Linked DNA regions of Macaca mulatta: region 2 is linked to region 1. A link is a contact called in public Hi-C data. All regions are on one chromosome and are shown on one strand. The core of a region is the stretch at or near the end of the contact, and the rest is flanking DNA. Distances in the headings are between cores, read along the strand shown. Region 1 holds the start of SART1 (spliceosome associated factor 1, recruiter of U4/U6.U5 tri-snRNP). Region 2 holds the start of DRAP1 (DR1 associated protein 1).

Evidence for each region. Hi-C and Micro-C count contacts between places; a contact is called where the count stands out from the background.
Region 2: a contact with region 1 is called in a Hi-C map of liver, with 2.2 times the contacts expected there. The contact joins the promoter of DRAP1 here to the promoter of SART1 in region 1. A contact is called at or near these places in 3 of 14 Hi-C or Micro-C datasets (cortical neurons, fetal cortex germinal zone and liver).

Annotation. Positions count from the first base shown.
Region 1 is chr14:8,454,405-8,461,472 of T2T-MMU8v2.0, forward strand. SART1 (spliceosome associated factor 1, recruiter of U4/U6.U5 tri-snRNP) reads right to left here and starts at 4,080. Exons shown (of 20, transcript XM_015113661.3): 1 at 3,721-4,080; 2 at 1,937-1,994; 3 at 1,472-1,527; 4 at 822-948; 5 at 593-698; 6 at 258-335; 7 at 43-142. The coding sequence starts at 4,033. It overlaps TSGA10IP (testis specific 10 interacting protein), which reads right to left. Exons shown (of 7, transcript XM_077962379.1): 5 at 6,839-6,938; 6 at 6,529-6,653; 7 at 5,880-6,029. The coding sequence ends at 5,906.
Region 2 is chr14:8,500,123-8,507,088 of T2T-MMU8v2.0, forward strand. It overlaps DRAP1 (DR1 associated protein 1), which reads right to left and starts at 3,117. Exons shown (of 7, transcript NM_001194542.1): 1 at 2,829-3,117; 2 at 2,519-2,591; 3 at 2,330-2,423; 4 at 1,909-2,028; 5 at 1,709-1,802; 6 at 1,400-1,488; 7 at 786-1,033. The coding sequence starts at 2,870. The coding sequence ends at 928. C14H11orf68 (chromosome 14 C11orf68 homolog) reads left to right here and starts at 3,317. Exons shown (of 2, transcript XM_015113663.3): 1 at 3,317-3,463; 2 at 4,154-5,565. The coding sequence starts at 3,342. The coding sequence ends at 4,913.

The sequences.
Region 1 (7,068 bases), core at 2,830-5,329:
GCAGAGGCTGTGCCCCGACCCAAGGCACCCAGCTCGCGTCACCTTTGTCCTTAAGGGTGAGGATCATGGTCTCCCCTTCTCGGAAGGAATCAATGGCATGCTCCACGGTGAGGCCCTGCAGGTCCCGGGCACTGTACAGGTCCTAACAGAAGAATCAGGCGAGTAAAGAACCTCCCTCCATGCGCCCAACCTTGGGATTCCAGCATCAAGGCCGCCAGTGTGCCCTGCACCACCCACCCCGGCTGCTGCAGCCTCACCTGCCGTCTCTGCCCGAACTCCTCCTCTACCAGAGTGCTGACACCAAACTCTTGGTCCATCTCCTCCAGTAACTTTGCCTATGGGACAGGGAGGGGTGACCTAGGACCTCAGGCCACTCAGCACCACCAGAAAACACTCAGGGCTCTACCAAGCGGAGTGCAAAAAGAGCAGGCCTTGCAGGAAAGTTGCTGAGAATCCAAAGCGGATGCTACCAACCACAGCCCATCCCCTCTCCGAACCCCGTCTCAACTCTCTGGGGTCCACCCCCTGCCTCAATGCCCAGTCAGGCCAGCAAAAGCACTGGGCAACCACCCCATGCTGCCCAGGTGCTCACCCTCTTCTCTGCCAGGTCTTTCTCCTTCTGCAGCTGCCGGCTCCTCTCGATCCAGGCTGCAGTGTCGTCCAGCCAGGGATCATCCTCTCCTAGGGTCTTTATCTTCCTGAAGAGGGGAGAAAGTGATGCTCCAGGAGCCCAGCTCCTGCTCCCAACCCCACTCAAAAGGCAGCCAAGGATGGTGGCCTCCCCAGCCCTTCCCTTGCCTGCCCTGGCCAGGACCCCTCACCCCAGCTTTTGGTTCAGCAGGCGCTTCTCCTTGGCAGCCGCCAGCTTCTCCCGCAGCTCCTCTCGCTGTCGCAAGGCCATAGGATTGATGACATCGGCTGTCACGGGCTCCTCCTTGGTGCCCGCCTCTGGAAGGGGGGCCCAGACGTGAGGCTATGCCCGCCCATGGCTGGTGGGGAGAGGAGGGAGCCACTCACCCTGCCCCCTTCCAGCTCAGGGGGCCAGAAGGGGTCAGGACAGGAAGGAACAATCCTTCACCTCCCTGCTCCCACTTCGTCCCCACACTCCTGGCCAACCCATGCAGCACGACAGGACCCTCTGTGGCTTCCAAAGCTCCTCAAATTGTGCTTTAAAGAAAAACAACAGACCCACCCCCGCACAGCCCAGTTTGCAGCAAGCGTGCACATCTTCCAGTCCATCTAACAACACCTCACAGCCAGAGTGAGTATGCGAAGGCCACGGCTCTAACTCAGAAAACAAGCAGAGCCCCAGGTCCACATTAGAACAGCAAGAAGGGACCTCGTGCCTTCCGGCAAATATGCATGTGTAAGACCACTAAACCGTGCTGAACCTGCCCTCTAATCCCACCTTCTTCAAAGACCCCTTCAGATGGCCCTCTCCCCCAAACCCCATCCTCAGCCCCATGCTCACCCTTCTTGATGGCATTGACCTCCAAGGGTTTCAGCCCCAACTTTGCCCGGAGTTTACTGAGAACAAGAGATACAAGTGTTAGGGGCTATCAAAGGATACAAGTGTTACGGGCTATCAAAGACACAGGGTGCCATGTGCATTTCCAAACAGACAGGAGAAGAAACAGGGTGGGAGTGAGCGGTCCCAAACACACGGTCTGCCCCAGGAAGCCTAGGACACTGGGAAGGGCCCTGGCCTCCAAAGCAGGAAACATGGGCGCCAGCCTGGTCTGCATCTAACCGGTGAATGCCACTTTACTCTTAGGTATTAGTTTCCTCTTCTATAACTCTACTGTTGGCTAAAATGATCTATACAACCTTTCCAACTCCAATTAGCACACTTTCATGTGAGAAAGCCTCCCCAGGGCTGGCCCCAGAGCCACCTATCTTAGAAAAACAAAGTGGAAACAAGGGAGACAGTACTCACTTGGTCTCCTCAATGCTGAGTGAGGAGGCATCGCCTGAGCTAGTTTTGGAGCTGGCAGCTGGAAGAAGAAGAAGCATGGCTCAGGAGCTGAACATAGGGCCAACAAGCCAGCATCAGTGCCTCCAACTGCAGGATCAAAGATGAGGGCCCCTCACCAGCACCTGGGCCTGATGAAACACCAGAAAACAGCAGCTTCTTCCACCCAAGCTCCCCAGCAGCTCCTCTGCCCGAGTCCAGTCTCAGAGCCCTGCCTCTTCTGCGCACCTTCCTATCCTGACCCAAGAGATCCAAACTGCTACAGTCACCATTCTGCCCTCTCCTTTTTTCTTTCATTTTTTTTTTTTAAGAGACAAGGTCTCTTAAAGAGATGGAGCAAGACTTTGTCTCAAAAAAAAAAAAAAAACACCTCTTCCTTTCCTGCATTCCCATCCTGTATCTTAAAGGCTCCACTCTCCACCTGGGCCCTGGATCCCAATCTCTCCAGGCTCCCCAAAGTCACCAGTCTCCTTCATTTCTAATCTAACGGGTTCTTTTCAGTTCTGGTTTTCCTTGATCTCCTGTGGTATATGGGACTGCTGATCACTCCCTCCTTCTAACAATACTCTATTTCCAAAGTTCCCATGACACAAAGGTTTTCCTGCCTCTTTGGTTACTCTATCTCCTTTTTTTGGTAACATCTTTCTCTGCCTACTACTAACATAAGGGCATTTCTCAGGTTCTATTCCTGACCCCGGCTTCTCATGTCGCATTCTTTCGCGGGCTTCACTGGCCACCCAGATACTGACTCCCAATGGCTTTATCCAGTCCAAACTCTGGATTTCCCTATGCACATAAACCTTGACAACCCCAAAAGTGAATTATCTTCCCCCACCCTGCTCCAAATCTCCTTCTCTTCCCTACTCCTCAATTTCAGTAGAAATGACACCCACTACCTATCTGGCTGCTCAAGCCAAAATTCAAGGAGTCATCCTCAATTCCTTCTCCTTCCCACCCTCATACAAGTACTGAGTTCTGTTCATTCCTCCTCTAAAACACCTCTCCAACCTGTCCACTTCTCTCCACTCCACTGCTGCTGCCTTGGTGCAGGCCACCATCAGCCCTCACCTGGTCTGTAGCCCTCCTGATTTCCTGGTCTCCAATCCTGACTACCTTTGACTAAGTTCTCAATCCAGTAATGTTTACAAAATACGGATCTGAGCAACTCACTCCTCAACTCACAGCCAAGGCTCCCTACTACCTTGTCAAGACAATCTACATTTCTTAACAGAGCCTACAGTACAGGATCCTTTGCGTTCACATCCCTGCCTATCTTACTCCTTCATTTCTCTACCAGGAGCCCTACACGATTCGTCCAATACGATTCGTCAAATACCAGGTTTTTCTTGTCTCTGCATATGCTGACACTACTTCATTCATTCATTCAACACATTTATTGAGAATCTGTGACTGTACCAGACAACTGAGAAAAACGGAAGCTCTCTATCCTCAAGGAGCCAGGTGGAGACAGTCTACCTCTAATCCCAAACAATCGTAGAAAAGCTTTTTTGAGACAGAGTCTCGCTTTGTTGCCCAGGCTGCAGTGCACTGGCGGGATCGCAGCACACTGCAGCCTCTAACTCCTGGGCTCATGGGATCCCGTAGAAAGACTATTTAATAAGAGTTGATATAGACAGTCTGGGGGTTTCCCGATCCGGAGAGCTTTGCTGACACTGTGCGCACACCCAGACCCGCACGTTCTGGGACCCCTGCCCGACCCGCCCCCTGCGCAGGCCCCGCCTCCTCACCGGCCTCATAGCCGTCATCGCGTTTCTCCCGCTTCACACGCCGCTCCGAGGGCTCTGCCTGGCTGCGCTCCCGCCCGTGCGTGCTGCTCCGGGCCTCAGCTTCGGCCCCGCGCCGCCCGCTCCCGCGCTCGCCCCCACGTTCCCGGCTCCGCTTCCGTCGTTCGCCACCGCTACCGCCACTGCCGCCACTCCGGTGCTTGTGTTTTTTGTGTTCCCGGTGCCGCGGCGGCTGCTCGGTGGCGCCCCCGGTGCCGGCCGCCGCCGTCGTCCCGGTCGCCTCCTTCTCTCCGCGGTGCTTCTTGGACGACCCCATAGTGGCACGTCCACTCCAAGCCCGGCTACCGCCGAGCCCAGACAACGCAAAATGGGAATACTTCCGGGTCGCTCGGCAGCCGCTGTCGTGTTGCCGGAAACTAAGAGCGGCTGCTTCCGTCGCTCGCCCTGGAGCCGGCCCCAGAGGCTCATGGGAAGACCGGGATCACTGCTCCACTGCACATTCGCGCCGTCGCGGGTCGGGTGGGTTCTTTGAGCCAGTGGTCCCGTTGTGCATTCGCTACTCAAGGGAAGCGGAATTAACCCGGAGATGGGATCCCAGAACTGGAAGGACTTAGAGGGCATTAAGCCAGTGTCTTCGTGGCTGGAAGTTCCTCCCCGGCATCCCTGCGCTTGCACTTCACCGACAACGGGGTGTTCACTACCTCACGGCCTTTCCGTAGACACCTCCCTCCTACAATGGGCGCTCGCTTAGTGGACTCCTAGGGTCGTGGCTTCAACGGGTGTTGTTTTCCCGTTATCTCAAATTCCATAGCCCAGTTTCCGACCCGCTATAACTAGTATCGTTAGGGAACGCTTCCTTCCCACGTTCCCTGGTTTTTTTGTTTTGTTTTTTTCCCTTGAGATAGGATCTCACTCTGTTGCTCAGGCTGGAGTGCAGTGGCGCGATCACGGCGCACTGCAGCCTCGACCTCCCGCGCTCAAGTGATCCTACCCCCTCAGCCTTCCCACTAGCTGGGACTACTACGAATGAACGCTACCACGCCCCTTTAATTTTTGTATTTTTTTGTAGATGGGCGGGGGGTGTCTCGAACTCCTGAAGCCAGGCTATCCACCCGCCTTGGCCTCCCGAAATGCTGAGATTACAGGCATGCGCCCCTGCGCCCAGCCCTGGATTGGATTTTTTAAACCCGCGCCCCGTGAACTGTTAAGACTGAAGGAGCGCCACATGAGCGTCAGTGTATCCTTGGAACCCCTGAAATTGAATGCAAAATGTGGCACATCTGTGTGTATGAGTTTTTTTCTTGAGGAGAGGAGCCCTAAAAAAAACTACTGGGACTTAAAACCCCAGTGCAGGCCGGGCGCGGTGGCTCACGCCTGTAATCCTAGCACTTTGGGAGGCCGAGGCAGGCGAATCACAAGGTCAAGAGATCGAGACCATCCTGGCCAATATGGTAAAACCCCGTCTCTACTAAAAATACAAAAATTAGCTGGGTGTGGTGGCGCGCGCCTGTAGTCCCAGGTACTCAGGAGGCTGAGGCAGGAGAATGGTGTGAACCCGGGAGGCGGAGCTTGCAGTGAGCCGAGATCACGCCACTGCACTCCAGCCTGGGCAGCAGAGCGAGACTCCGTCTCAAAAAAAAAAAAAAAAAAAAAAAAAAAGCCCAGTGCGCACAATCCCAATCGGTCCTGAAACCCCTCCCCTCACCCAAGGGTTGCTCAGTCTGTGGCTCCCTGCCTTGCACAACTCAACATGTGTTAGGATGTGAGCGTGTGTTGGGATATGAGTATGTGTTAGGATATAAGCGTGTGTTGGGATGTGAGCGTGGGTTGGGATATGTATGCACCCGTTTAAGGGCCCACGCCCTCTCCCACTCACTGGGCATCCTCAGAGGCAGGAGTCATTCCGTCTTATTGACGCTTGAATTTATAGGACCCAACATATACATTGAAGATGGGGTGGAGAAGTTACAGCTCTTGCTCTTTGAGATGTCCCCACTCCTCAGGAGCAGAGAAGGGGCTGTGTGTGCTGGGTGGAGGGAACCAAAAGAGCCAGAGCTCCTGGAGGGGAGGGAGTGCGGGGACAGAGCTGCCCGCCCACCTGCCACCTCCCACTTCCAACCCGTAGCCTCCACCACCCCCACCAGCAGAAATCCCACACTGTGTTTACCATAAAGCCTTTAATTTTATCTCAGAAACTGCACTCCGGGTCCAGGCTGGGCTTGTAGTGCCTGTCAGGCTGGCTGCCGGTGGGTTCTGTCCTTGGGGGCCTCTGAGGAGAGTGCTCCATTCTCACCCCCATTGACCTGTGGCTCCTTCAAGACACAGATAGAGGCCCCTGGCTCTGCAGTTCTCACCCCCATGCCCAAGGAAACCACTGACAATGTGGCTTCAAACCCTGCTCCTGTACTGGCTTGCTGTGTGATCCTGAGCAAAGTGACTCTTCTCGAGTCTCACTTTCCTTATTGCCAAGTGGGCCTCATAATCCCTGCTCTGTACCAGGTTATTCTAAGACATGGGGTGACCAGCGTGGTGGTGCCAGCCCCTAATGAGAGCTTGGTGTGTGGCTGCTCATGTGGTTGCAGAGTCCCAGACTGGCTCTGCTGCTTGTTCGCTCCTGTGTCCTTAAACATGGCCCTGCCCCTCAGGTCCTTAGTTTCCTCGTTGAGAAGTAGGAATGACAACCCTGGCCTTGCCTTCCTCGGGCTCTCTGCCAGTCCTGGGGGAGGCCCTCCAGAGCCCAGAGTGCTGGTGTGGGCGCCCTTCCCACAGCAGCATGGCAGGGCCAGTTCTTGACCTGCTGGGGAGACTCACCTGGGTTTCCTGGGGGTGCCTTCTCTGTCCACCTTTCCTGCCTCGGACAGCAGCTGCTCTTCATCCAGCCCCAGTGCTGACAGCACCTGGGAGAAGCGCCGAGTGACAGTGAGCCGGGCATTGGCCTGAGGAGAGAGAAGAGGGCTTCTCGCTCTGCACCAGGGCTGCCAAGGGCGAGGTGGGGCTCTGCTTACTGAGGGAGTCCCAGGGATTCCAGAGGGCAGCAGCCCTGGGATCCTATCTGCAGGGACCTACTCGCATCCTGCTTCCCTGACCCACTCAGCCAGTTCTTCACAGGGGGCAGCCTCACCTGCATGGCCTGCTGGAACAGGAAGGGCCGGGCCTGCACCCTGTGCTGGATGCCTTGCAGCTCCGCTTGGTACTCAGCAAAGCGTTGTCGCTCCTGGCGCCTGCAGGGGAGACAGGCCTTTGTGCAGCTAACCATGGACACAACTGTTGATCTCCACTCCTGAGCCGGCTCATCTTCACTAAAGATTTGATATTCACGTCCTCACCCTCACCTTTACAAAGCTATTTCAT
Region 2 (6,966 bases), core at 1,867-4,366, 45 kb after region 1:
TCTGCTCTGAAAGGTTATCTGGATGAACATACTGTGTCACCGCCCTGCTCAAAAACCACGTTCAAGGCCCTTCACAATCTTGCTATGTCTGCTCCTTTCCACATGCCCTTCACTACACTGGGCACAGGACTCTACAGTTTCCAAGACCTGTTCCTGCTCCCTGTCCCACTTATCCCTTCACAGCAGCCCACAGGGGGCAGAAGAGTCTCCATCAGAGAGACAAGAGGCTGCTGAGAGCAGGGCAGCAGCCCGCGAGGGGTCAGCAGCACCACGGGGCAGGTGTCCCCCACGTGCCCAGCACTTGCGAGCTCTCCCACCTCCCTTCTGTAGGCAGCCCTGGCGTGCTCAGCAGAGCCAGGGCCTCCAGCCTCCCCAGATGATCCCTCTCTCCCCTCACTGCACCTCACCTGCCATTGACACGGCCCCAGCTCCCAGTTTTTTTTTTGAGATGGAGTCTCACTCCATCACCCAGGTTGGAGTGCGGTGGTGTGATCTCAGCTCACTGCAACCTCCACCTCCCAGGTTCAAGCGACTCTCCTGCCTCAGCCTCCCTAGCAGCTGGGATTACAGGAGCACACCACCACGCCCAGCTAATTTTTCTATTTTTTGTAGAGACGGGGTTTCACCATGTTGGCCAAGCTGGTCTTGAACTCTTGACCTCAGGGGATACGCCCACCTCAGCCTCCCAAAGTGTTGGCATTACAGGAGTGAGCCACCGCGCCCGGCCCCAGCTCCCAGTTTCATGTGGGGAAGGCAGGTGGGTGGATGGGATGGCAACCATGATGTCCTGCACAGAGCCTGGAACAGACACTGAGATTCCCTTTTATTATTTTTTTTAATAAATTTAAGAACAGCTCTACCTTCTATCTTCCCCCCAGAGCAACTAAAACCAACTAAAAGGGGCTATGGCCTGGGGGGCAGAAGGCGCTAGGAGTCATAATCCTCTTCGTCCTCTTCATCAGGTGCTGAGGGGCCCGGGGGCGCTGGGGGCAAAGGCAGAGTAGAGGCGAAGGGCAGGAAGGGCGTCGGGGGGCTGCAGAGCAGAAGGCAGTGGGGAGTCAGGCCTAAGCCCCACCATGCCCTCCACGGGGGCAGCTGCCAAGCCCCTCCCTCCCTCACCTGACCCTCCCACCACCACCCTCCAGATCCATGGGGCCAAGGCCCAGGGCAGCTCATGCAGGGCAGGCCCAGGGCCCACCCACGGGCCCTGGCAGGGTGGAGCAGGATCTTTCAGGAGAACAGTCTCCTGCCTTCGAGCCCTCCTCAGTCTCCTCAGTTATTCTCCTCCCACCCCCCAAATATGCCACAATCAACAAGACCAAGGGGCCAGGGAGACCAGGAAGGGTAAACTGGCTCTAGGGAGTCTGCCAGCACCCTTCCATGCCCCTGGGCTGCTCACCTCTGAAAGTGGGCAGGGGGGTGGCTGGCCTGGGGTGGGGGTTGTGATGTCTCCTCTTCCCCATCAGTATCTGTGTCCTCAGATTCATCCTGTGAGCACCACAGAGGTCAGAGTTGACAAGAAAAGACACGAGCCCATCACTGGGAGTGGCAGGGACAGCAGTAGACCCTCACAGCCCCAGTTTACAAATAAACCGGGTGCAAAGAGGTCGCAGAAAAGGATGAGCGCTGGCCTCCTGCCAGTTCAGCTTGGGGCGAGGCTGTCTGTCCCATCATCAAGGGCAGGGCGAAGAGCTGGGGCCTCACTCACCTCCTGCTCTGAGTCTGTCCCGGACAGCTTCTTGTCCTTGCTTTTCGTTCCCATTCCACCGTTCTTCCGGCCGCCGCTGCCTGGTTTCCGGCCCCTTTGGGAAGGTACAGTCCATCTGCCCGGAGGTCTCCCTACTCCTTGGCCACCCCCAAGCCCTGTGGCCTTGGCCTTCCCCACTGTATGCCAGGCCCTGGCCCCACCTGCGGGCGCCCTTGTCCCCATCCATGTGGTTGTCCTCCCCGTCCCCCTGCATGTCGGGAACAGATGCCACCAAGTCCTTCAAGAAGTCAAACTGCTGCTCCAGCTCGATGCACTGCTTCCTGGAAGAGGTGAGGAGGGGCTGGCACTCAAGACGGGCCCAGACACCCAAACCCTCAGTGGGTGGCAGCAAGGGGCTCCGGATGTCAGACTGGAGCTCGGGCTGATCTCCGCCCCCGGGCCTGCACTCCTTTACTTAAGTGGCTCCCTCTGCCTGGACGCCCAGCCCCTCCTCTGCCAGTCTGTGGCCTTGCTGGTGTCCCGGCCGCCGCCCACCTCCCTCGCCATCCAAGCTCTGCCTCCCTCAGTGTGTGAACTCCCCGCGCCAGCCCCGCCGGCCCCTCCCTGCTCCTCGCCGCTCACAGGTGGGATGTGGTCATGGTCTTGGCGTTCCGGGACTGGGTCACCTGGCAGGCCTTCTTCAACAGCGACTCTAGGAAGAGCTCAAGCGCCCGGGCTGAGGGGCGTCAAGGAGAACGCCAGGGCGGGGGAGGGCGACCCGCTGCCTCCCTCCCCGACGCCCCTCGACCCGGCCCGCCCCCGGCAGGATACAGATGATGACAGGCACCGCCGCCGCCACCTTCCCAATCTCTTCGTCCGTCTGCATGATCTTCTTGATCCGCGCCTTCGGGTGGGGGAGCAGAGTTCAGACCCCGTCGCCTCCGTCCCCTAAAGGGGTGCCGGGGGAGGAAGGGGCATCCCCGGAGAAAGGGGGCGGAGGACGCGGACGCGGGGAGGGCACGGAGGAGGCGGGGCGTCCAGGCCCCCGAACACCGCGGCGCGCCTGCCTTTCCAGAGGGAACTGGGCCCAAGCCTCCCGGGAGCCGGGCCCACTCCCTGCCGGGCTCTGCCATGTGCTCACCGGCGGGAACCGCGCGTTGTACTTCTTCTTCTTGCTCGGCATCTCGGGGCCTCTCTCGCCGCGTCGGGTCCAGCGCCGCCGCCCGCAGCCTCCCGGCTCCCGGGCCTGCTCGCTGCCCGCCCGCCTCGGTTCCCCCGGGTCCTGGTGCCGCCCGCTCCGCCCCCGCCGCTTCCCGTGGAGTCCTAGCGCCGCCGGTTAAGACGCCGCTCACAGGGCCCTAGTGCCCTCCTCTTGGAGCCTCCCGGGCCGTGCGCATCCCTCCCCGGTCTGTACCGCTGCTCCCGCCCGCCCCCAAGACCAGAAGAGCGAACGTTGGCCCCGCCCCCCACGGCCCGCCCCTCCCGGGGTTCCCGCGATGGCCCCGCCCCCCGAGTCAGCACCTCCCCGTCGGCCCCGCCCCTTCCCCTGCCGGCCCCGCCCCACAGCGCGGCCGCTGCGGCCGCTGAGGCTGGCGGCTCCGCCCCGTGGCTGCGCTTGTCTATAAAGTTGTTGTTGAGGTGGCACGGCGCTAAGATGGCGGCGGCGGCGGCGGCGGCCGTGGCGGGGGTGGGGCGCGGCGGCGGTGGCACGGAGCCCCGGCAGGAGCGGAACCGGGCCCGGGGCTGGGCCGGCGTCGAACGCAGCGAAGGCCGGAGGTGACTGCGGGCGGCGGGAGGGGCAGGGCAGGGCCGGGGCGGGAGCACCGCTCGGGCCGTGGGCGTTAATGGCGGCGGGCGCGGCACGGCCGGAGCCTGGCGCTCCTGCAGGCTCTAGCAAGCCCAGGTTCGACTCCGGGCACCGCCCCATTGGCTTCGGAACGGCCTGTGCCCTTTCTGGACCTCAGTGTCCTCGTCTTTAAGTGGGCCCGATAACGCCTTCTCGGGAGGCCTGGCCCTACAGAGCCGGCCTTGGGAGCTGCGCGAACGTGCGCTTCTTTGCCTTCCTCTATTAAATGCCAGCGCTCCGGATACCTGCCAGGAAAAGGGGGCCTTGTCAGGGCCGGGAGGTGTAGCTGGGGCCGGTTGCTCCCACGCCTGGATTCACCCTTTGGCCCTGCCACGCACTACAGGTGACCTTGGGCAAGTCCTTTCTCTCTGAGCCTCAGTTTCCTTGTCTGTAAGTCAAGGAGAATAGTAATAACTGCAGCAACCCTTCTGGAGCGCTCACTCCTCAGGCATCTAATTTTCACAGCGGATCTACAGGACAGGAACAGTTGTTATCCCATTGTAAAGATGAGGCAACTGAGGCGCATCGACAATAACTCTTACCCAAGGCCACAGTTTAATCCAGTGCCTGGCACCTGTAGTTATTGTCTCAGACCCTGCCCTGACTCGGTTCCCTCACAGCAGGATGGAACCAGGTGAGGAGCTGGAAGAGGAGGACTCTCCAGGTGGCCGTGAGGATGGCTTCACTGCTGAGCACCTGGCTGCAGAGGCTATGGCAGCTGACATGGACCCCTGGCTAGTGTTTGATGCCCACACGACACCTGCCACTGAGCTGGATGCCTGGCTGGCCAAGTACCCACCATCCCAAGTTACCCGCTATGGGGACCCCGGTTCACCCAACTCAGAGCCTGTGGGCTGGATTGCAGTGTATGGGCAGGGCTACAGCCCCAACTCCGGGGATGTGCAGGGCCTGCAGGCAGCCTGGGAAGCTCTGCAGACCAGTGGGCGGCCCATCACACCGGGCACCCTGCGCCAGCTCGCCATCACCCACCACGTGCTCTCAGGCAAGTGGCTTATGCATCTGGCACCAGGCTTTAAGCTGGACCATGCCTGGGCTGGCATTGCCCGGGCTGTGGTTGAAGGCCGGCTTCAGGTGGCCAAGGTGAGCCCACGGGCCAAGGAGGGTGGGCGCCAGGTCATCTGTGTTTACACGGACGACTTCACGGACCGCTTGGGTGTACTGGAGGCAGATTCAGCCATCCGTGCAGCAGGTATTAAGTGCCTGCTCACCTACAAGCCTGATGTCTACACCTACCTGGGCATCTACCGGGCCAACCGCTGGCACCTCTGCCCCACTCTCTATGAGAGTCGTTTCCAGCTTGGGGGCAGTGCCCGTGGCTCCCGAGTGCTTGACCGTGCCAACAACGTGGAACTGACCTAGAGGGGCCAAACTGGGGAGACTGCCCTCTCCCCACTCCATGCTGGGGATGGATCCTCCTGTCTTCCTCCTTGTCCCATGAAGGACAAGCCCCCCAACTCTGGGGACTACTAGGTCACTTGGGAACTACCTGCATCTTCAGTCCCCTTGAACTTCTGCCCTCTGTTCAGGGCTGATGCAAGCCCCACAGGCTGGGGGAATCCGGTTGTCTGAGGGATGAGCCTTCAGCCTCCCTTTGTAATGCTGCTCCTCTCCACTGCCCAGGACCGTGGGTTGGGTGCAGACACCTAAGAGGAGAGACTTCCTTGGGACGCTCATCCCCTGCTATACCTCCCCTTCCTCCTGCATCTCCCCTTCTTTCCTTCCCCCTCACAAGGGAGAAAACTTAGTACTTCCAGCCCCTCTCCTTGGAGCCTTCATGGTCTAGGGGTAGGAGCCCCACTGGCCTGAGCATGCCATTTTGGGGGGAGGGTGGTTGTGCCTACTTGTCCTTTGGCAGAGGGGATGCCAGGACCATGGACATGAGGCCTGCGCATCCCTGCCAGCTCACACAGCCTGTCCCACCATCCCCCCTTCCTTGGCTACTTTGACATGTGCCTGCTCCTGGCATTTCAATAAAACCCGGCTTGGGTCTGTGTCTTGAGTGGTTTTAAAATACTGTCTTGGTGGTTACCTGCTTTGGTTGCTAGGGAGAGGCAAGGCCAGGAGAGACTACCCCGTTGACCCGGCCAGGCCCCCATAGCTGCCCCTAGCAATAAGTTGTGCCTCACTGCTGAGGCTAGGCCCTGTCTCTAAGAACCTCTGCAAAACCAGCCCCACTTCCCCTCCATCCCAAATCAGTTTCTCAGAGATTTCCCATAATTCCAGGGGTTGATCCCTCCAGGAACGTCTAAGGGGCCACTGCTAGCCCTCAAGGTACATTTGTGCATATTAGAGGAAGGTACCAAGCCCAGGCAGTCCTAGGCCAGGGTACGTGGTTTGGGGAGCAGAGGATGGGATGGGCTGGATTTCGGCACCCTAGGCTGGACATCCTTGTGCAGTGAAAAACCTGCGCAACCCTAGGTAGTCTCTCTGGAAGCCCCGCCATTCATACTGTCCTCTTCTACCATCCTGACCTTCATAGGGCCCACTGGACAGTTTGCAAAGCGCTTTCATATGTATTAAATTTAAATCTCACAACCTCTTCAGGAGATGTTGGCCCCATTCTGCGGTCAAGGTAATTGAAGCCAAGAAGGGAAAGGAGTTTTCTCAGTGTCATGCGATGAGGTGGGCAGAGCTAGGACTTGCATCCCAGTCCCTTCCTCAGGCAATGAGGTCCCTGAGCCCACCGAGGAAAACAGGTTTTCATAACTCACGAAGCATGTTCACTTATGTGATCTCACTAGGCCGCCCTGCTCTGCTGGGACTTGCTGTAGCCTCGGAGCCTGGCTCCCGCACGCCTCCATCTCTCCAGCCCAGTGCCTGGCCCTGGCCTGGATTGGAGGCCAGTGTGTCTGGCAGGGAGCCCCTTGGGACACAGCTCTCGTGCCGTGCCGAGACTGACTCAGCCCCCAGCAGTCTCACCAAATCGGAATTTAGAGCAGGGGAGCGGAGATGCCACCAGGCTGACTGGGTGGAAGTGGCTGAGTCATGAGATGCTGGCTCAGTCCTCTCTCCAGCTTCCTCCCCACCCTGAGCTTCCCCAGGGCTGAGTCCCCCTCTGCCCAGCCTTGGGAAGTCCCCAGAGCTGGGTGGTCTCCAAGTTGGAGCCTGGTGCTCTGCCTCCCTTGGCCCGCCAGGGCTTTGCACTCCACCAAAGTGGGCCAAGGCACCTCATGGGTCCCGCAGAGATGCCCAGGTGGGGTCAATGGCACTGGCTTCTTTCATAGCTGAGTGTGTCACACACACAGTCCCTCTCCATCGCTGTGCCCTGCCCCACCCCACAACCCACTGTCTCCCAAGCCACTTCCACTGTCCTCTTGTCCCTCCTCCATTCTCCACAGCCAGGTCAACAGATCCCTCCCGCAGAGTGGCCATGTCCTTCTGCCAAAAGCCCTTCCATGGCTCCCCACAGTCT